2 separate regions of the Muntiacus reevesi genome follow, and region 2 is linked to region 1. The links are chromatin contacts, called in public Hi-C maps. All regions are on one chromosome and are shown on one strand. The core of a region is the stretch at or near the end of the contact, and the rest is flanking DNA. Distances in the headings are between cores, read along the strand shown. Region 1 holds the start of FOXO4 (forkhead box O4). Region 2 holds the start of ZMYM3 (zinc finger MYM-type containing 3).

What was found. A called contact is a pair of places that touch in the nucleus more often than the background predicts.
Region 2: a Hi-C map of muscle shows a contact between it and region 1, with 3 times the contacts expected there. The contact joins the promoter of ZMYM3 here to the promoter of FOXO4 in region 1. A contact is called at or near these places in 2 of 3 Hi-C or Micro-C datasets (blood and muscle).

Annotation. Positions count from the first base shown.
Region 1 is chrX:61,841,069-61,843,951 of mMunRee1.1, reverse strand. FOXO4 (forkhead box O4) reads right to left here and starts at 1,485. Exons shown (of 4, transcript XM_065916172.1): 1 at 604-1,485. The coding sequence starts at 1,068.
Region 2 is chrX:61,978,747-61,981,629 of mMunRee1.1, reverse strand. ZMYM3 (zinc finger MYM-type containing 3) reads left to right here and starts at 1,438. Exons shown (of 25, transcript XM_065916940.1): 1 at 1,438-1,478. NONO (non-POU domain containing octamer binding) reads right to left here and starts at 1,702. Exons shown (of 11, transcript XM_065916950.1): 1 at 1,553-1,702.

The sequences.
Region 1 (2,883 bases), core at 236-2,735:
GCCCCTGACTAGGGAGAGTTTCTCAGCATTATATAGGGTAAACTGAGGCAGCCCCTCCTTTTTTTTCCTCTTAGTGCGTCAGATCCACTTCCTTCCCACGGGGGTATCACTCTTTACCTTTCGCCACTTCATTCCATCTTCTTGGGTAGCAGAATCCTAGAACAGTACTTCTACCCTGAGGTCCTGGGAGGCAAGCAGGGAATCCAAGTAATCCCACAGGAATGGGAGAAAAGGTGTTGGGGTGGGAGATGGGGGAGGAGGGAAGGCTAGGTTCCTGCAGGGAATCCACACAGTTCCCGCTGTACATAGGATAAAGACTTCTCTGTGGGGATAAGTGTTTTGGGCAGCCCAAGCCAAAGTGCTGGGAGTGTTGAGCAGTGAGCAGAGAATTCAGTTTTCTCCAGGGCAAGGACAATGTCTTATTCATTGTGATCCTTCAGCATCAAGCACCTAGCAGCATATACTATGTCCTAAGTAAACGCTTGTCTAATTGACAGCAGAAGGTGGATCTCTGGGGTAGGGGTGTAAAAGGGGAGGCAGAGTAGAAGTAAGGAGACCGGTGGGAACCAGGAGCAGACAGGTATTGAGGGGGATCATAGTTACCTTCCATCCTGCTGAGCTGTTGCTGTCACCCTTGTCCTTGAAGTAGGGCACCGTGCGGACCATCCACTCATAGATCTGGGCCAGTGTCAGTCGCTTCTCGGGGGCGCTTTCAATGGCCTGGCTGATGAGTTCTGCATATGACTGATTTCCCCAGGCATTCCGGCGGGAGCCTCCCTTCCGAGGACCTGTTACAGCCCCCAGGATCCCGGGCTGGGGAGCCCCTGCCGAGTCTGGGAGCCTGGAGGGCAACAGGGTCGGCTGGGTGCGCCCGTCCGAGCGCCCCTCCGGGTGTACCTTCTCTCCCAGACCTGGCTCCACCTCGGACGGCTCGGACGGCTCGGGAGCGAGCTCTGGTCGGGGAAGGGGCCAGGTGCAGGAGCGGGGACGGCTCTGGGGTTCGAAGTCGGGATCGAGGTCTACGATCGCGGCAGCCTCTCTGGCTGAATTCTCATTTACTGGATCCATACGTGAAGTTGGACCTCCGCCGCTCAGCGTTCAGAGGAGCCTGCCACAGTCCCTAGCGATGCCTCCCCTCAGGGGGGAAGCAACGAGGGCCAGGGGGCACATTCCTGCCAGTCCTCAGAAAGTCTCGAACTTCCCCTCACCCCTGGATGCTTGCTCCTAAGCTGTCCCTTGCACACAGTTCTCCGTCTCTTCTCTGCGGCTGCAGCCTCGGAGCTCTTTCTGAGACACCACCTGTAACCTCCGCCTAGCGAAGGCACTTTTCTCCTAACCTCTCAGCTTCCTGCTCTTTTAAACCCGAGGCTCCGTATCCCCTCACAAATCTTTCTCCCATCACAGAACGCCTCTTTAGCCGCAGTTCCCTCCCCCTTTTAAGTTGCTGCCCCCCGGACACTCCTCCTGAATTTCCTCCACCCGGATCACTGCCCTCCCCCACGCCCCGCTCCCTCGCGTCACTTGCCCCTCCCCTGACTCCCTCTCCCCCCGCCTTTCCCCTCTCCCCCCTCTTTATCGGGTCCAGGTCTCCGCGGCCCCAGCCTCTCGAATTCCCGCACCAATCCCCCTATCAAACCCCCCACCCCCCGCCCCCCGGGTTTCCCTTTTGTTTTGCTCCAAGCAGCGGCCCCCGCCTGACGTCTCTGTTTACCACTCGCCAGGGCAGCCATCTGCGCACGCGCCTGGAGAGCGGGTTGGGAAACCGAGTTCTCTAGTCGTGCCACCCTGGTCCGGCATGGGGACTACATCTCCCGTCCTACTTCGCGGTCAGCCCGATCAGGGCGGCAGGAGAGCGGCGTGGCAGGATATAGAGAGGGGGAACATTAATTATGATTATTATTAGAGGTGGTCTCGGACTTTTTCTTTTCGTTAAAAATCATTTTCCTCCTCCCACCCCCTTCCTCCCTCCTCCCTAGAGATTCAGGATCGCTAGATGAGCGTGTGGAGAGATGCTAGATCGTTCCCTCTTTCCGTCAGAAGAGGGCAAACGGAAAAAAAAAAAAATGCGGTCTCTCAAGAAGCAGAAAACAGAAAAGCAAGAAGCAAAGAACTAACGAGGAAATAGAGTTGTTTTAATGTTGAGGAGTTGGTCAGAGGGCTTGGGGAACATAAACGAGTGGTTAGCTGATCGTAGTGTCTCCCCCACCGCCCTCCACTCCGCATACGCAGTTCCCACCGATAGTGCGGTTGCTGACCAATCAGTTTTTTCCACTGATTCTTCTGGCCTCTCCTCAAATATTGATGTTCTCCAGGTTCCCATCCTCGGCGGCTTCACTTTTCATTCAACAGGTTCCAAACAGAACTCATTATCTGTTCCTGCACCCACATCCCTATCCTCCTGATACTCTTATCTCTGAATTTGGTTAATAGTTGTCCTAATGTACCCAGTCTCCTAAGCTAGACTTATCCTTCATCTTTTCATATCCCTAACCTCCCACATCCAAATCCCAGTTCAAGATCTTATTTATCAGTGGATTAAATTGCAGTATCGCCTTAAACTGACCTCCTACCATGAAGTTTTTCCCAACTGCTGTTTATGTTCTTTGTTGTCAACAAAATAACTTTTCTAAGAAACACTCCTGGTAATAACAATTAAAATTTATGGAGCACTTATTATGTGCCTGGCGCTGTGCTGATTGCTTTATGTACATTAGTTCCTTTACTCCTCAAATCATCTCTGAGGTAGATACCCCTGTTATGCCCATTTTACAGACAAGGACACTAATGCTCAGAGATTTAGTGTCCCAAAGTCACAGAGTTAGCAGGCAGGAGAATTGAGGTATCACTTATATGTGATCTTAGCATTTCCCCGCTTAAAACTTC
Region 2 (2,883 bases), core at 189-2,688, 140 kb before region 1:
CAAGTTCATGTCCATTGAGTTGGTGATGCTATCTAACCATTCATCCTCTGCCACCCATTGGAAAAGACCCTGATGCTGGGAAAGATTAAAGGCAAAAGGAGAAAAGGGTGGCAGAAGATGACACATTAATATCATTCAAAACCCACACTTCAGGTAAGAGTTCACTTTTGTTGTACATTCTATGAGTTCTAATATGTCACAAACATGTATTCACCATTACAGAATCATGCAGAATAGTTTCACTGCCTTAAAAATCCTCTGTGCTCCACATCATTATTTTTTTCAAAAATGTGTTTGTTAATGATTACATTTATTGTATGAATATAACCAAAGTTGATTTGACCAGTCCCCTATTGTAGATTTAGATTGTTTTCTTATCTCTGTTTTAAAGATGAGAAAAATAAGACCTACTGACTTAACAAGTGATGTATCCAAAGGCAACTGGCTAAAAAGAAGGCAGAGTTGAGATTAGAGTTCTGGTCTGCCTCCAGAACCCACACACAATACCTCTGAATACACCATCAACCCCCTTTAGATTGTCTCCTCTCAACTTGAAACCAGGCACAAGGATCACAACCAGAGCAGCCAAAGATCCAAGCATGTGTTGAGAAGGGCTGGCAACACAAAAGAACAAGGTGGCCCAACTGAGATGGAACAAACTGAAAATGCAAAAAGGAGGTACAGGGACAGAGAAATAAGAAGAAAGTGAGAGATGGTTACACAGTATACTGGTTAAGATAAAGAGAAAGCTGGGTTTGGGAAAGCTAAAGGGGAAAAATTCTTGCTTTTATCTCTGTGTATAGGAGAGAGCAAAGATAACCTCAAGGCCATGAGGGGAGCCAGGAAGGATAAGGTTTCTGAAAAAGTGAATGCGGCAAGGCTGGATAAGACTCCGGAGGACTACAAGGCTAGGAGAGGCTTAGCGTGGGAAGGAAGAAAGGCCCAGAGCAAAGAGGCAGGCCAGAGCAGGAACTGGACACCAAACCTAAAAATGTGTCGGGACTCCCTTCCAGCCCGAGCCTCTTCTAGTATCTCAGAATACTAAATACTCTCCAGCCCTTAGAGGTCGGAGAGGGGAAGTGGAGAGCGGGGATTGTAAAGTGCTCTAACTCTATTGAGGGCTGGGAATGGATCCTGGCACGCATTTTTTTTTTTAAGCCTGTAGGCCTAGTGCTAATACCCCCTCCCCCTACTCTACTTCTCTAGCTTCAACCCCAGCCACACCCACATGCTAAGGACCATCCAGGAGGGGGAGTGTGTGTTGTGTGTGTGGGGGGGGGGGGGGGGGGAGTGTGTGTTGTGTGTGTGTGTGTGTGTGTGTGCGCGCGCGTGCGTGCTCGTGCCTAAGAGAGACAGAGAGACAGAGACAAAAAAGAGACTGGGGGAGAGAGTGCGCGCGGTGGGGGTGGGGGGTGGGGGACAAGGACAGAAAGGAGGGAGAAACAGAGAGAAAGGAGGAAGAAAATCTGTCGGCCTCGGTGAGGAAAACTACTGAAGAGATAACTCAGGGGGCTCTTGAGGGAAGACTCAGGGAGAAGATCCCAGAACTTACCCTAAGACCGTGGAAGGAGTGGGGGAGTGTCTTTGCAGGACCTGGTTTTGGGGTCACCAGGCAGTAACGGTTACTGCATAGGCGTTGTCACTGAGCCAGAGCCATTTAACCCGCCCTGGGTGGCTGGAGACCAGGCTTAAGACACCCCACAACTCTGAGTCTCAAAATGGTTAGGAGGGCCCGAGGCTGCAGACAAGAGGAGGAGGGGCACGTGAGGGCTGGGTCCCTGCCTCCCCCCACCCTCCGCTGTCACTCATTACCCCAACAGTCGCCCAGGGGGCGGGCTCCGGAGAGGTGGGGTTGGGGGGAGGGTAATCTTGGCAGGCGCCTGCTGCATGGCGTAGGTAGGGACTGTTGAGGGGGGCGGACGCCAGGGGGTTGAACACGAGTGGGAAGCGGAGAGCGACACGAGGAGGGGGAGGGGACCGGGAACCATTTGAATGAGAGGAGGGGATCACGGGTAGAGTGGGCTCCAGGAGGTAGGGCGGGCACGGGTGTTGACGGAGGGGCCAGACTCTTGAGCCAGGTAAGGGAAGCAGGTGCGTAGATTTGTTTTTTGTGGGCTAGTGTACTCGGCCCTTTGGTGGAAAAGGGGGTGCCTCCTTCCCCAGGGGCGGGCTTCCAAGCTCCGGAGGTTAGCTTTTCCTCAACTAACGGGGCCCCGGGCGGGGGCTCAAACTCCATCTCCAGTGCCGAGGTTCCACTCCGCAATTTCCAGGCGTCCGTTGGGCTGGGAGTCTCGCGCCGGGGGCCGGCGCTGTCTCGCGAGCCCCCTCCTTGAGCCAGCCAATGGGGTTGGTTGCTGACGCCGCCCGCCCGCCTGGTGCATAGCGCTGGGCTCCGTGAGCGGCGCTGCCATTTAAAGGGGCCGCGACCCCTGTCCCGGCTGCTAGGGAGGGAGGTGGAGAAGGAGCGCGGGGCCGTCGCTGACTGCAGTTCTAGGCTTGTAACGGTTACACTAACCCTGCCGCAGGTAGGGGTCGGGCCTGACTAAGCCGAACCGAACCTGCAGGCAGGAGCTTGCAGTAGCCGGGAGGGGGGTCTGAAGAGAGACCGTAGCTCCAAAATGTCTTCCTGTAAATGCCTGCGGTGGGGGGTGGGCAACAGGAGAAGAAGGACCAGGGGAGCAATAGGAAAGGGGGACTGGGCTTGAGGAAGTGGGCGACCCTGAAAGATAACTGGGGGGGAGGGGTTAAGAAGGGCAGTTTGGGGGGGCGAGGAGAGGGCTGAGGGACGACTATGTAACGCGGGGAGGGGGGGTGGGGCCAGACAGGGTGGGTAAAGACTGGGGAACTGGGGGGCTCTAGGAGAGAGGGGGGGAGAGATAGAAA